Regions from separate parts of the Mus musculus genome. Here all the other regions are linked to region 1. Evidence: chromatin contacts called from public Hi-C data. All regions are on one chromosome and are shown on one strand. Each heading gives the region's core, a stretch centred on a gene start, on an enhancer-like site or on the middle of the called end of the contact. The rest is flanking DNA. Distances are from core to core; before and after follow the strand shown.

Region 1 (4,876 bases), core at 1,733-4,232:
GATACTTCTCCTGACACTTATAGATAGGTTTTTCTCAAGCTGTATTTCAAGAAAGGAAGGGAGAAAAGGTTTCCTGTCCTTTTCCTGAACCATGCTGGGACGCTGTCTTCACCTGTTTAACTAATGTTAGGAGAGGGATGGAAGGAGGCATCTGCCCTGTGTCCCAGGGCTCTGTCCACAGCAGGCTTCTTCAGTGTCCTGCTGAAAGACACTGAAGGTCCTATGGTTTTGGTGGGTCCTATTATTGGTATTTACTTGAATAGGAAACAAAACAGAAATTTTTAAAAATTAATTTACTTGAAATAGAACTATTTGGTCAGATGTGGTAACATGTATATGGGGTTGGATTTCTGGTTGAGAGCCCTGTTTGTCTCCATGTGGTCCCTATACCAGTAATATCAGCATTGCTTGAAGAGGGAGTCTGTCAGAAATGTAACTTCATCTCAGATCCCACCTCTGAACTAGAGAGTCAAAGACTGACTGGGACAGTCTGGCCTTTAGCCAGCTCTCTCCTGGCTAGAAGTTGAGGGCCATTGGTTTGAAGTCAAATGTCTGCAATGATGGATTTTTCCACACTCTGAATGAATCTGTAAGGCACAGCCTATGCCTCATCTTGCAGTACTGAACATGCATCTCCACACCATGGATGGACCTCCTGACCATAGGCATGGATGTCACAGCAATGTCAAGTTGTTTTGTTTTTTAAAAAACCAAACAAACAAAACTCCAAACACTGTTTCTATTTGTGTCTTGTTGAAGACCATTACTGAACAGTTCAGAGATGGAGCATGGTCCAAGACCATAACTTAAATAGAAGTGTTCTGGATCTGTGACTGTTTAATATGTCCACAAACCACCTGGGGATTTGGTGCCCCGGAATTCACTACATTTGGGAAGGGGCCTGCGATTCTTCACTTCTAAGAACCCACAGATATTGATGCTGGACTATGGACCACACTTTAGAATAGCAAGACTCTAGACTAGAGCAATGTGCAATGCTTTCTGTCTTCATGAACATCTATGTCAAAGATGTGAGTCTCTTATCACTTCCCATTTCCCAGGCTTCACCTTGAGGCCAGTCAAAACAGGTTCCCTCAACTGCTCTTGATGAAACCGTCTTCATATCCTTGACTCGAGTTCGGGTGGGCCTGTATGGATACCATCCATCCCCACCCCCAAGCTGACAGCCTCCCTTCTCCCAGCTTCCTTCCCCACCTCTCTCTGGCACGGCAGGCATTTCCTTTCACACTTCCTGGGGTGGCTCCAGCTGTGGGTGGGATGTGGATATTTCCATATTACTGATCTTTGGAACCCCAAAGGGTAGAAAAAGGGAACCACCACAGGGCTGGACAGTAATATCTACTGCATAACTTGTGCATCTGCCATGCAGGGCTTTCTTGTTCCCTCTACCTTCTTGAAGGTTCCATCCTGATTCACCTCATCCAGACTCCCCATTATTGACACTGCCAATCTGAGCTTCCCTGTGTTTATTCACCCTTAGACACCCTGTAGAACTCAGGGACTGGGGGACAGAATCGAACAGTGAGAGGGTACCTTCCTTTGCAGAAGATCACGATGAAATAGCTGTTATGACCTTGTTGCTCTTTGTGACGGTCTCAATGACACCTAACCTCTTCTTAGCCCCCCAGCACTTCCTATGGCCAGTTCTCCCCCAAAGGTGGCCTTGATCCAAAGCCTTGTTTCCAGAGGTTATGTGGACGTGCCTCCTGACAGTGGGCTGAGGGATTGAGTCATAAATAGGTTCTTCTATCAAATTAGAGAGTCATTTGCTGAGGCCTGAGGACAGAACCCCTCAGGCAGCTAACTTACAAAAGCTATTCACACCCTGCAAAGGAATAAAAATTCATGTACAGTAGAAACCCCATCTTACTCTCCACACCGTGGGCTTTCCTGACAAAGCCCTATGTTCTCACATGATGAAGACTAGCATGTACATATTAACATGGACTCTTTGTTTAGTACCTGTGAGTATAAGCATTCACGTGGTCATATTGATGTCACTTGTGCGTTTGCCCTTTAAAATATGCACAATCCTAGGGCAGCATGGTGGCTGCAAACCCAGGCATGCATGCGCAAACATACACACACACACACACACACACACACACACACACACACAGAGAGAGAGAGAGAGAGAGAGAGAGAGAGAGAGAGAGAGAGAGAGAGAGAGAAACTTTGATATTGACAGATTCTTTTAAACAGTCTGTGCCACATCTGTCAAATAAGGATAAAGTAAGAGCCTCCAGTGCCAGGCTATAGTGAGCAATGAGATGATCCACGGAAAGCTCTTGAAAGCGCACTGAGGATGTAATATGCACCCAGTTAACTCTGTGGCTGTAACTATTATGCTTATTACCATATCAGACTCAGGCAGACCTTTGTTACCGAGCATCTTAAGTTTTAGCTATTTAATTATAACAATGCTGTTATGTACACCCATCCTATCTGGTCTCTCCTGTATGTGCACAGCCCCCTTTATGCTGGATACAAGGTGGTAAGCCTGTCGGCTCTTGACACAGTTGGCAATTTTGTGGTGAGAAATGCATGAATCTAACGGAGCAAGGGTTTCTACAGGACGCAGTGTGAGGATGGAAGAAACTGAGGCAGGTTATGTCTTTGAGAGGAAGGCACTAATTGGTCTTGTTTACTTAACCGTTTGTTTCCCAGTACCAAGAATAGCTCCTGGCAGGACACAGGACCTCAGTTAATTCATTGTTAATCAAATGAGTTGGCTGACATATCTCCAGAAAGAGCAATCCTCCTGCCCAAGCCAGCAGCTGGCTGTGGGTGGCCCTGGGTTCAGATGGAAGCCATGTCCTGATTTTTTTGTGGGTCCAGATGTTTTGTCTAGCCCCACCCACATCTGTCCTTCCTGACTCATGGGACAGGAAGTTCCTGACTATGGGACACTGACTCTGAGCAAGAGTCTCTCCCTCCTGCTGTCGGCAGCCAGCGGCACTGAGCTCAACTGGAGACATCAGCTGAGGAAGAAATGATGAGATGTTAGGAGAGGCCGGAGTCTAGTACAAGCTGTGAAAGATGAGAGTTGTCTGCTGGCCCTGAGCGCTGGCTGATTCAACAGTGAGCAAGGAGAGAGACATGTCCCACATTGTCAGAGTCTTATGGAGTGGCACTGTCATTCCCCGGGAAAGAGACTAATGAGGGTGAGTGGGAAAGAAAGGGAAGTGGCCGCTGGCATTTGTGAGGTTACAGACACTGTGTCACTTTGCCCTTCCAGTGACCCATAGGAAAGGCAGAGTCGGTCCAACTTTAAGAAGCGCAGATTCATTCATTCAGCATGGTCTCCAGCCACAAAAGGAACATCTGCTGCTTTTGTCCTGCTGTTTCTTTGGAAATAGGAACCTGACCCAGTGGGAGGCTAGGAACCACCCTCCTCACTCTCAGTTTATGGAGCTTGGGAGGAGCTGATGACACTCACACTTCCAGGACCTGTGACCCAGACCTGACCAGCCAGACTCCGCATCCTCCAACCACCTCCTGCCCATGAACGTGGGACCATGTTCAGCAGCAACTGAAGCAAAGCAGTTCTGTTGTTTTTGTTTTCCCCTTTCCTGCAAGTGCCTGTATGCAACCATCGGATTTTAAAATGTCAGTTATAAGTTCATTCATTTTGGAACCATTTGGTCGCAGCTTTTATTTATTTATTTTCGGCGGTGCACTTGACTTAGGGCTTGGGAGGTGGCTCAGCAGGTCTCAGAGGCACTGCCTAAAAGACTGACGACCTGAGTTTAATCCCCAGAACCCACATAATGGAAGAGAGAACTGACTGCCAGAAGTGTTCCCGTAATTCCCAAAGGTTCACTATGGCACATGAATGCCTACACACGTGCACATATAGGCGTGTGCACACACATAAATGTAATAAAAATTTTAGAAATACAGTTGGTTTAAAGAGGGAAGGAGAGAGGGGAGGGGAAGGAGAGGGGAGAGAGAGAGATTGAGAGAGAGAGAGAGAGAGAGAGAGAGAATATGAATCATCTGAATGCCTACATCTGAACATGATGTTTTGGAGAAGGCAGGCAGCCTGAAGATTGACTGCTCTTGGAATTTCGTTTAGGTGAGCTAGTAAATTTCTTTTTCACCTAGATATTTGGAGCTGACCTTCTGAAACAGCGGACTCAGTCCTCAGGCCTGGAGCAGAACAGCACAGAGGGGATTTCACAGCAGCCTTCTTCCATGTCCTTTCTGTCCTCTCTCCAACCTTGCCCCGAGGAAGACAGAAGAAATCGCTCCTCTCACAGGTTTTCAATGAGCTACCTTGCTTAAGCTGACATAGGCTAGGGGGTTAGGCTGGGGGTTGGCTCTCCGTATTCCAGCATCTCTCACAGACAGGAATGTAGGTTCCTTTTGCCTGTATTTCATTGTTTCCTGTCAGCGACATGCTGCTAATGGGCTTACAAGCCTCTACCTGTACTTTGTAGTGTTTGCCAACTTTCATGGTGTGATATTCTCACCATGGCCAATTAATTTCAGGGAAGCGATGTCACGTGACCAAGTGGGGAGATGAAAAAGCACATCATTAGATAGTTTTTCCACCACACAGATTTCATGATGGTAGATAATCTCAAGAGATTTGAGGCAATAAAACGTCATAGGTCATTAAGAAGGGTTGGCCTTGAATATCTTGCTTTTGTTTTAATGCAAGTCATTTAACTCTAAGTTTCTATGACCTGAGATTTTTACTAATGCCTGAGTTCAATGGCTGGCTCACAGAATCCTTGCATTTTATAATTGGCGCTGCAAACTGGTTCTCGCTCACCACTGACATCACTCTGATGGGACGAATGGCCTCTTTGTAGGTTTGACAGTTTTTAGTAAGGATTGAGGACAGGAT
Region 2 (4,876 bases), core at 1,124-3,623, 210 kb before region 1:
GTTTCCAGAGTCAGTAAAGGTGTGATCCTACCAACCCCACTTGGCAAAGCTTTTGGATCCACCGATAGAGAGACATAAGAACCAGGCAGACGATAACTACCAAGACCTTGCCATAGAGGACACACCACCAGACCATAGCAACAAGCAAGAGGCACACAGAATGTGGGCTGTGCTCCCAGGGGCCATGTTTGAAGCTGTAGCAGCCTTGTTTTGAGATCTTAAGCAACCCGTCTCATCCCTGTCAGGAGGGCCTTGATTTCTTCATCTCTCAAATGTGGAAGTTGGACCAGATGGCCTGTGAGGGCTTATTTTGAACAGATATCATCGAATGCTCAATGATTCTAAATGCTAGTATATCTGTTTTAAGGATGTGCCATTTATGTAGAGAAGGGAGGGGAGTCATATTCATGTACAGACATGTGACTCAGAAGCCTGGTCCTCTTCGTAAACGCTGCCAGTGCCCAGCCTCTTAGGATTGCATCTGTCACTACACTGAGTTTTGTCTTAATAGACCCTTCACTGTGAAAGCCACTTTCAAGGACCCAGAGCTGTCTGTCCTGAAACCTGTTTTCCCAGCTGGTATCCCGGGCTTCTGTCTCTGTTCCTGTCAATGTGTCACTAGAAGCCAGAGTCACACACCAGGCGGGTTCCAGTAGAGCCTGTCACCTAAGTAATAAGTATATCCACTTCACCACTATACCCTAGACACACAGTCCATTTCAACTTAGGCACACCCCAGCAATGGACCTGCACCTCCACGTGTCCCACATTGCTACAAGCTGGCCTTGAACCCTTCCTTGCTCTCAGGATACGAGTGTGCATGTTCTCTGCGGATCCTCCCTTCCTCCTCAGGGCTGATCAGGCCCAGCAGCATCTCCATAGCTTGCCGTAGTCCAATCTTGAGCATTCCTCACTTGGTTATAACATGATGGTCTAGCCTGTGGTCCTTCCAGCAGTAACTCTCCAAGGGTGGTCCTCTGAACCAGCATCACACGTGTCCTTTGGGAGATAACTAAAAATGTAGAATCCCAGTCTTGGCCCAGCACTACATCTGTGGGTCTAAGCCCCCCTGGACCATTCAGACACCGGTTTATTATTACAAAACTTCCGTATACATATTCTTGGGAGGTCAAGGGTCCCAGTTAGAGGATACTCTTGGGTAGCAAGCATTATTGTCTTCTCCTGGTCCCAGTTCAAGCTTCTGGGAAGGAATGTTCAAATCAGGGGTGCTTGGTGGCCTAGCAAGGTGGAGGAAGATTCCATGAAGGATCTGAGTAGCCTTGCCTTGTGAACTGGACCTCACAGCCACAGAGAACCTTAGCAGTGGGAAGGGGGATGCCATACAAAGCCTAGGCTAAAGGGCAGATCATAGGAAAGGCGACCATCCAGGCTCAGAGGTCAGCAAAACAAGGTTTTCTATCCCCACTATCTCAGAAAAGCTTCCACTGACAAACTGAGAGGAGGCATGTGCCAATCTGGAAACCGAGTTAGATGTCACTGCTGCCTAACTACCATCTGGGGAGCGGAGACACCCAAAGGCTCCCTTTACCTTCCCCTAATGCAGAGATTCACTGTTCTTCCCTAGATCTTGCACCTCAGAACTTTCCCGGTAAATCTGGGGCATGGGGGAGATGCCAGATGGGCAGGAAGAAGCCATGCTTTATATTTAGAAAAATATAATATATAATATATATAGAAAAAGAAGAATGGTACAAAGGTATAAATAAGTCCACAGTGGCTCTCTTCTCCATCACATGCCTTTAACTACCTGTCTCAGGTGAGCCTTCCCACTCCAAACACTCCTCTCCCATCTTTCCACACAACTCCTCACCCCACCCCACCCCCACCCATCGTTTACTCTCTGCCCATACCTCCTCTTTCTGCTCTTGTCTTGGGCACATATGCCCTCTTGGCACAGGGTCCACAGAACTTCCAGACTCACCAAGTACTATCCAATCTCACAGGGTCTTCAGAATCTCCTCTCTGCACTATGAAAGGCATTTTCACAACAGACAGAGAGGGTAGGTCAAGCATACTTCTGCAGGAGTGGTTCTTACCATGAGTGCTCAGCTGGTCCTTAAGGGCAGTTGCTATGGAAGAGATGCCAGGGCTGGTCTGAAGCCCCAGGCTCAGGACTGGGCTCCAGGCAACTTGTTCTGCATGGCACCTTCTGAGGAAAGTGTGGCTGAAGCAAGCAGCTGCCCCGGGGCCAGTGCGCTGAGCACCCTGGGGGATGTTCCTGTGGCTTTTCTCATCACTGACATCTCTGTTCTTTCACAAAGAACCCACTACATTGCACAGTTCCTCCCAAATCTGCTCCCGTGCCTGTTGGGAAATCAACAGCCCATGCAGGCCTTTCCAGATACAATTTCTAGAGGACTTCCCCTCCCACCCCCTTTCTCAGCCTAAAAAAAAATTGGCTTAGGTCAGAGCATACAATAGCCAAGCCTGTGTCACTGACCAGATGACTCCCACCCCAAGGCCTATGAACAAGGGCACCTTTGTCTACTGCATTTTAGACAGGACTCCCTGGGCCTGCCTTATCCCTGCTGGGAGAAGTTTCAGCCAACTTCTTCCCAAACCTAAGTCAGGGCTCTGGCTTGGGCCTGGCTCCAGCTGTGTGAATCCAAGGTCTGATAAAAGCCAGTATGAAAAGAGTGGAGAATTTCCAGAAAGAACGATTGTGTGAAACTAATCTCTGGCCTTGGCTTTCAATCTATGCTCACTATCTATCACCAAAGGCTGTAAGTAAAGACAGGGCTGGACCCAAGAGCAATGCTGTATCTACTACCAGTTATATAGGTTAGGTAGGGGCCTGGATCCCCAGTGAATCTGATGTCCTGTTTAAAAGCTTTCTGGAAGCTGGGGAGTCAGTTCTGTGGGGAGAATGTTTGTTGAGCTAGCATGAGAACCTAAATTCAGATCCCCAGAACACAAGAAAACCAGATATCCACAGTAGAATATGTCCATAACCACAGAGGTTTTAGGTAAGACAGAAGATAGGCAGGAAATCTGGAAGCTCCTGGAAGCTCGTGGGCCAGGTAGCCTGAGGTGTGGAAGGACAAACAAGAGATATCATCTCAAAGGAGGTGAAAGGCAAAGATTCGCAGCTGAGATAGGCATGCCATGACACACAGATGGCTGTGTTCACACATGCACACACACACATATGTGCACATACAGATGTACACACAGATAGACAAATAAACAAACAGAGGCCTTCTGGAGCCATTAAAGTTTTAGCACTCAGATTGTATATTTCTGTTTACTTTCTGTTACAAACTCTGGGATTTTAGCAACTGATTGCTTTTTGTGTGTGTGCTAGGACTCGAACTCAGGGCCTTCTGTATGCTAGATGAGCATTCTACCAAGAGGCTGCAGTCCCTGACTGGTTCTTTATATAGGATTATGTAAATCAGGTTACCACCCAGCAATGGAGTCAGTCCAGGGTCTCAGTGGTGCTGCTGTTACACTGCTCTGAGGTCTCAGACAAGGCAGGCAGGCTTCAGGTTTTTCCCAGAGGTTAAGTAGAGACACTTGAGTATCTTTCTAAATGGATGCGAAGGGAAAAATAAAACAGCACTTGGTGCAGTGAGGACACTGCGCACACTCGGTAAGAGCTGCTGCCGTGTTTTTATTCTCACAGTGGCTCAAAGTGTGGGAGACAGGCAGCTGTCCCCGAGCACAAGACAAAGTCTACATTTGATAACAAAAAGCAAATAAGCCGAGTGAAAAATCAGCACAGGTCATCCTTCCAAAGTTATAACATGGCCTGTAAGGAGACAAAAAGATGCTCAACATCATGGAAATATTAGGGAAATGCAAACCAAAACTACAGGAGTTATCACCTGCATCACTTGGGTTCTGGATACACACCCCAAAGAGTTGAAAGCAATGTTTTGAAGAGATATTTATACATTCTTATTCGTGACAAAAATAATCCAAGTGTCCCTTAATGGATAAATGTATAAACAACAACAAAATGTTGTTTAGGTCCTGGGGAGATGGTTTAGTGGTCAGTGTACCTGTTGTGCGATCATGTGGACCTGAGTTTGGGTTCCCAGCACTCATACGAAAAGCCAGGCATGGTCACGTATGTCTGTAACCTTAGTACTAGCGGGATGGGGGCATGAGGCAGAGGCAGGCAGAACCCCAAAGCCTGCTGGTTAGTCAGTCTAGCCAATCAGAGAGCTCTAGGTATAAGAGCCCATATCTCAAAAAATGTAAGGTAGAAAACAATTGAAGTAGACACTTATCATTGGCCTCTGGTCTACACACATGCACACATGCACCCCCCCACACACACACACAAACTTGAACACACACATACACAAGTTATGTAACAATAATAAATACAATGGAGTATTATTCTGTCTTTAACAAGGAAGGCACATTCTGCCATATGCTCCAACATTATGTTTATTTTACACTATGCTAATTGAATTAAACTCATCAAGATGGATACATTCTATGTGAGTCTTCTTAGATGATGTTCTTAGATCAGCCAAACTTGGAGACAAGAAGGAGACTGAAGAATGGAAAGTTACCTGGTGGTCCAGTTTTAATTCTGTAAGATGAAAAGATTGGCAGATGGATGGTGATGGTGACTGCATACAGCATAAATGCCTTTAATGTCACTAGACCCTACTCTTAAGCATGGTGACAGTGGGAGATTTTATGTTACCTATATCTGCCAACAATTTTTTAAAAAGGGGTTTGTGATGGGGACAAGTGGTTGGACTTAAGGGACCATGGGTCACTATTTCAGAAGATACACAGGTATAGCATCTCCAGCAAAGAAGTTATACACAGAGGAAAGCCAACCCCAGTCCCTTGGTGAGGGGAACTAGGAAGCCCAACTAGAAAATAAAGCTGA
Region 3 (4,876 bases), core at 1,688-4,187, 140 kb before region 1:
TCCCCACGGGCAGGGACTGTGTCTCCTGCCTCCCATCGCGTCCCTTCTACAGGTGGGAACAGCATCACTAAATGTCTGTGGTCTGAAAGAGCCTGTCTTGACGAGCAAACAAGGTATCAGGCGTTGTAACAGACCACAGCTTGGCCTGACCTTTCTAGAGAGCAGCAGGGCAATGTTGGTACATCCACTTACGGGAACCTCAGGCAGAAAGACAGACAACGGCACGGAGAATGTCGTTTCTGTTGATTTTAATGGAAAAAAGAATTTTAAAAAGGAAGCAACCTCAGTATATATTGCTAGGGGGATTTAAGTAGTAATTTGTTGAAATATGAATAAGTAGTAAACATTTGAAGCAGCTGAAAATTCATTTGTTGATAGAAATATACTCCCCTCCCCATCCGCCCTAACCATCTACAAAGTCTCTCTCTGTAGCCCAGGCTGGCTCAAACCTATGATTTTCCTGCCTTGATCTCCTAAGGATTACAGATGTGTGTCACCACACACCTAGTTTGATATAAATATGCTTAAAGAATATTGATAAGGAAATGGAGAGGTAGATGGCTCAGCAGTCAAGAGCACTGGCTGCTTTTCCAGAAGACCTGGGTTCAGTTCCCAGTATCTATGGGATACACAGTAGTCTGTAACTTCCATTACAAGGGCTCAGACGCCCTCTTCTGGCATCTGTGAGTACTGCACACACAAGGTACAGATAAATGTCTAGGCAAAAAATAAGCAAATCTTTTAAAAATAAACATTTAAAATGAATGTTAAGTTGAAAAGCATGTTGCACAGTGGTGTGTATATTAAGAGAGGGAGAAAGCAGAAGACTGAAAAGGGGGGAGGTGAACTGCGAGGCAGTGGAGGAGTGGGGAGGCCTGGGCGGTACTGGGAATGAGGACAGGGAGTAAGGAGGCCAACTGAGCGGGGAGCCCATGAAGGCGTTTGACTAAGTCCCATGGCCTCCCCCTGGATTAGCCTTAAAGAACTGTGAAAACATCCGGAAAATATTTAGCTAGTAAATCTCTCAGCAGCCCCTCCACCCTGTTTTGTTTATTAACACTTTCCTTCACTCTCAGCCCTCACACGCCCAGTCCTGTCACAGGCTCAGGAACCCACAGAACTAGAGACAACCAGATAGGGTCGTACTGGATGAGCTCAGTCTGTGGTGGGTGCAGCGCCCATCAGGGCCAACCTCTCCTCTCATCTCAGAGCAGCCTCTGAATATGCAGGGTCTGGATGGCGGTGCTGTTCCAATTGCTTAAACATCTCATAGCCATCATGGAAAGACCCAGGGTCTCAGGAAAAAGCAAGAGTTAAAGGGCCTTTTGGGAGGAAGAGGAGAAGCCACTCTGCAGATTGTGTGGTAGGGCGAGTCTTTCCTCCAACGGCTCCCTTCTTCAGGAACTCCTTGGAGATCTCAGAGTGGACACACTTGAATATTGCATGACTGGAGGAGTATGTGAGGGAGAGTACTCACATGTGCACAAGTGTTGGGTACACACACACACACACACACACACACACACACACACACATACACACTGAATATCTCATGTTGCTGAGAAATCTCCAAAATTCAGGGAAGCAACTGCCCTGTTTGGGAGTTGAGCCAATCCCAATGTGATGAGAAAAGGAATATACCGTAAAACTAACAGGCTATGATTCTAGTTTCCACAAATAGCAGGACAGCCACACAATAGGTTATGAGTTCAAATCCCAGCTCTGGTACTTGAGCTATATGACCTTCTATAGTCTATTTCCTCACTTGGAGAATCCTGTATAGTTGCAGGGAGACAGTGCTAGGAAATTGGAACCTATAACCCCAGGAGTGAGTGCAGATTACGTAATAGATTTTCCACTAATTTTTTATGTGCTTAGGATTTAATTTTTAATCTATTAAGACTAAAACCTAAAGGCTGGACAGATGCAGCCCTCTGGAGCAAGTGTGTTGATTTGAACTGACTGGCTACATTTCAAAACTGGGAAATTTCAAGATTCCAGTCTGGCACACGTTTTTGAAAACTGTCTAGCACTGTTTGGAATGATACCCAGTTCCTGGGGTCTTAGGTGCCTGCTAGGCCCTGGCACTTGCCCCTTTAACCCACTCAAGATGATTTAACTTTCTGGGGTGGTCAGCATCAGCTTTGCTCTAAACGATAAAGATAATAAGAGAGTGATTTGGGGAACCCTAAAGGAGACTCACCGGTAACCCCATCAGCCCCTCTTCAAATGCCCACCAACTTGTCTTGGAGTCCCTTGATTTCCAGGCACTACTGTGCCTCTCTCTTACATACAGCCTGCTGCATGAACCTGAGTCCAACATAGACAAGCAGGCATGGCTGCAGCTATGCTGGCCAGTATCAGAACCATGTGCTTTTTGGACTGGTCTCACAGGCTGAGCGATTCCACAGAAGGCTCAGTTTTTCTCTGCCCTGATGGATGTCAGCATTCAAATCCCACCCAGCAACCCTGAAGGATTCTAGGTGTGCACTCCCCAAGGGACACACTCTGGGCACAGGGTGGAAATGCACGAATGCCCTTTGAGAACTTTGATCTTGTTGACATGAACTTGAACCAGGTTAATAAGGGTTAGTGTGGGTTTTCTCTGGATTCTAGGGTAACGATGAGAAAGCAGAGGTACTAGGTTTCCTTCCAAGAAGCAAACTGAAGGAGGTCTAGCCCTTGAATTCTCAAGCCTGGGCCAGTTCCCAGCAGGCTGTGTGTAACACGCTGTTACCTCTTAACCTCTTCCCCCTTCCCCCCTCCCACCCCTTCAGCTCCTCCCTGCAGATGCTGATTCAACAGTAGAACCCTCACAGAGATCTGAGCAAATTCCATGACCACCTCTTGGGCCACATAAGTTCTCTGCAGAGTACAGGCAAACACTGAGTCAGACATGTAAACATCTGGGGCTTAACTAAATCTTCTGCTCTCTGGGTCAGTTGGGTGGACTCTGAACTGGACCAGTGAAAGATTCAGGTCCAGTTTCCAGGGAACCTGGCCAGGTCTGGGACTCAGGTCCTTGACCCAGTCTTGGACCAGGCTGAGTCATAGAAGAAGCCAAGGCGGTTGGTGCAGCCTCACAGCCCACACCAACAGTCCCCGGGGCTGCTCCACACCCAGCCCACACGTGGGAGGCACAGGCCAAGATGCTTCAGGACTCCATTCTGTGGTGGAGGAAACAGTTCCCTAATCCCTTCCTAAATCAAGTCCTTGCCCAGAGTCCAGAGGCCACTGCTTGCTCTGCTGGGATGTTCCTGTGCTGACCTCCTGCTGTGGGAAGTCCTGAGTCAAGGGGGTAGGAGGACAGGGAAGAGGTAGCCAGGGGACACACAATTCCTTGCATGTCCCGTCCCAGGGCCAGAGCACCCAGACTTGATTATCTCAGCTTTGATTTTTCATCCCACACCCCATGGAATTCCAGAGCCAGCTGAAGCCAAAGGCCTCCCCCTTCCCCTTCACTGAGCCAGAAAGCAAAACATGGTGTCTCCCTGCTTATATTTAATTTACAACACTTGTTCTTTGCCTGCATGCAGGGTTAATAAAAAAATGTGAAGGCCTTTTTCTAAAAATCCCAAGCAGAGTGATATTGTAAACGGAAATGATGCTTGATTGATTCCTCCCTGCAGGTCAGCAGCTTTATCTGTCATCCTTTGATTTAAAAATACACAGGCACGGAAGTGTTAGCTTTAAAGCAGAGACCATTCATTAGGGAAAGGATAGTGTCACCAGCAAAGGATGCTGGGACAATAGGTATCTGCATGCAAAACAATGGAGCTAGACCCATTCCTCACACCATTAGGCTCAAAACCCTAAGTGGCAGAGCTAAAACTATAAAATTCTCTAAAGGGGCTAGAAAAATGGCCCAAATGTTAGCAGCACTTGCTGCTCTCTAAGTCCAGCCCCGGAGGACCCAATGCCCTCTACTGGTTTCTGCAGGCAATAGCATTCAGATGTACACAGACAGACAGGCAGACAGACAGGCAGACTGAGAGGCAGGCAGGCACGCAAGCGCGCGCGCGCACACACACACACACACACACACACACACTCACAAGCAGGCACACGTGCCTGCATGCCCTAGAAGAAAATGCAGGCAAAAGTCTTTATGACCAGGATTAAGCAATAGTTTCTCAGGACAACAGAAGTAGAATGGAACAAAGCCAATCAACTTTCACCTAACTTAATAACCTTTATGCTCTAAAGGACAAAAGGGAAAAGAAAAGTTTCATAGAGCATATATCTGACAAAAGTATCTTCTTAAAAAAAAAAAGATTTATTGTGGGGCTGGTGAGATGGCTCAGTGGGTAAGAGCACTGACTGCTCTTCCGAAGGTCTTGAGTTCAATTCCCAGCAACCACATGGTGGCTCACAGTCATCTGTAATGGACATCTGATGCCCTCTTCTGGTGTGTCTGAAAACAGTGACAGTATACTCACATACATGAAATAAATAAATAAATCTTTTAAAGATTTATTTTATTTTTATATGTATGGGTGCTTTACCTGCATGTATGTCTGTGTACTCTGTTTGTGCTTGGTACCTATGGAGGTCAGAGAGAGTGTCAGATCTCCTAGAAGTGACATTACAGACAGTGGAGACCCACCCTGTGGGTGCTGGGAAGCAAGCTTATGTCCTTTATAGGAGCAGAAGATGTTTTTAACTGCCAAGCCATCTCTCTGCCCCTCTGAAAAATGACTTTTATCTTCAGTATATAAAGATTACTTACAACTCAATTCTGAAGACATTCATTTTTTTTTTAACCCAAATTTTACAAATTGGCAAAAGCATGCCTGTCATGCTTTAACCCCAACACTCAGGAGTCAGAAGCAGGTGGATCTTCATGAGTTCAAGGCCAGCATGATCTACACAATAA

Evidence for each region. A called contact is a pair of places that touch in the nucleus more often than the background predicts.
Region 2: a Hi-C map of uterus shows a contact between it and region 1, with 2.4 times the contacts expected there. The contact joins the promoter of Gas7 here to the enhancer-like site in region 1. A contact is called at or near these places in 7 of 39 promoter capture datasets (the 3T3-L1 cell line, the SN4741 cell line, cranial neural crest and 3 more), 7 of 484 Hi-C or Micro-C datasets (3T3-L1-derived adipocytes, cerebral cortex, cortical neurons and 3 more) and 1 of 9 other capture datasets (adipose tissue).
Region 3: a contact with region 1 is called in a Hi-C map of uterus, with 2.8 times the contacts expected there. The contact joins two enhancer-like sites. A contact is called at or near these places in 8 of 484 Hi-C or Micro-C datasets (the STO cell line, bone marrow-derived macrophages, embryonic fibroblasts and 3 more) and 1 of 115 datasets of contacts at active chromatin or transcription factors (bone marrow-derived dendritic cells).

The regions. Positions count from the first base shown.
Region 1 is chr11:67,378,362-67,383,237 of GRCm38.p6, reverse strand. No RefSeq gene overlaps it. Among named protein-coding and RNA genes, the nearest start is that of Gm40029, 30 kb to the right of the region's middle. Within about 2 kb of position 2,982, at least 54 of the 459 cell types and tissues checked have an H3K27ac peak or open chromatin away from gene starts, as enhancers often do. A contact at or near this core is called in the SN4741 cell line, trophoblast stem cells and uterus, where this site is marked.
Region 2 is chr11:67,583,997-67,588,872 of GRCm38.p6, reverse strand. Gas7 (growth arrest specific 7) reads right to left here and starts at 2,373. Exons shown (of 14, transcript NM_001109657.3): 1 at 2,058-2,373. The coding sequence starts at 2,060.
Region 3 is chr11:67,513,737-67,518,612 of GRCm38.p6, reverse strand. It overlaps a transcript of Gas7 not described here. Among named protein-coding and RNA genes, the nearest start is that of Gas7, 70 kb to the left of the region's middle. Within about 2 kb of position 2,937, at least 80 of the 459 cell types and tissues checked have an H3K27ac peak or open chromatin away from gene starts, as enhancers often do. A contact at or near this core is called in uterus, where this site is marked.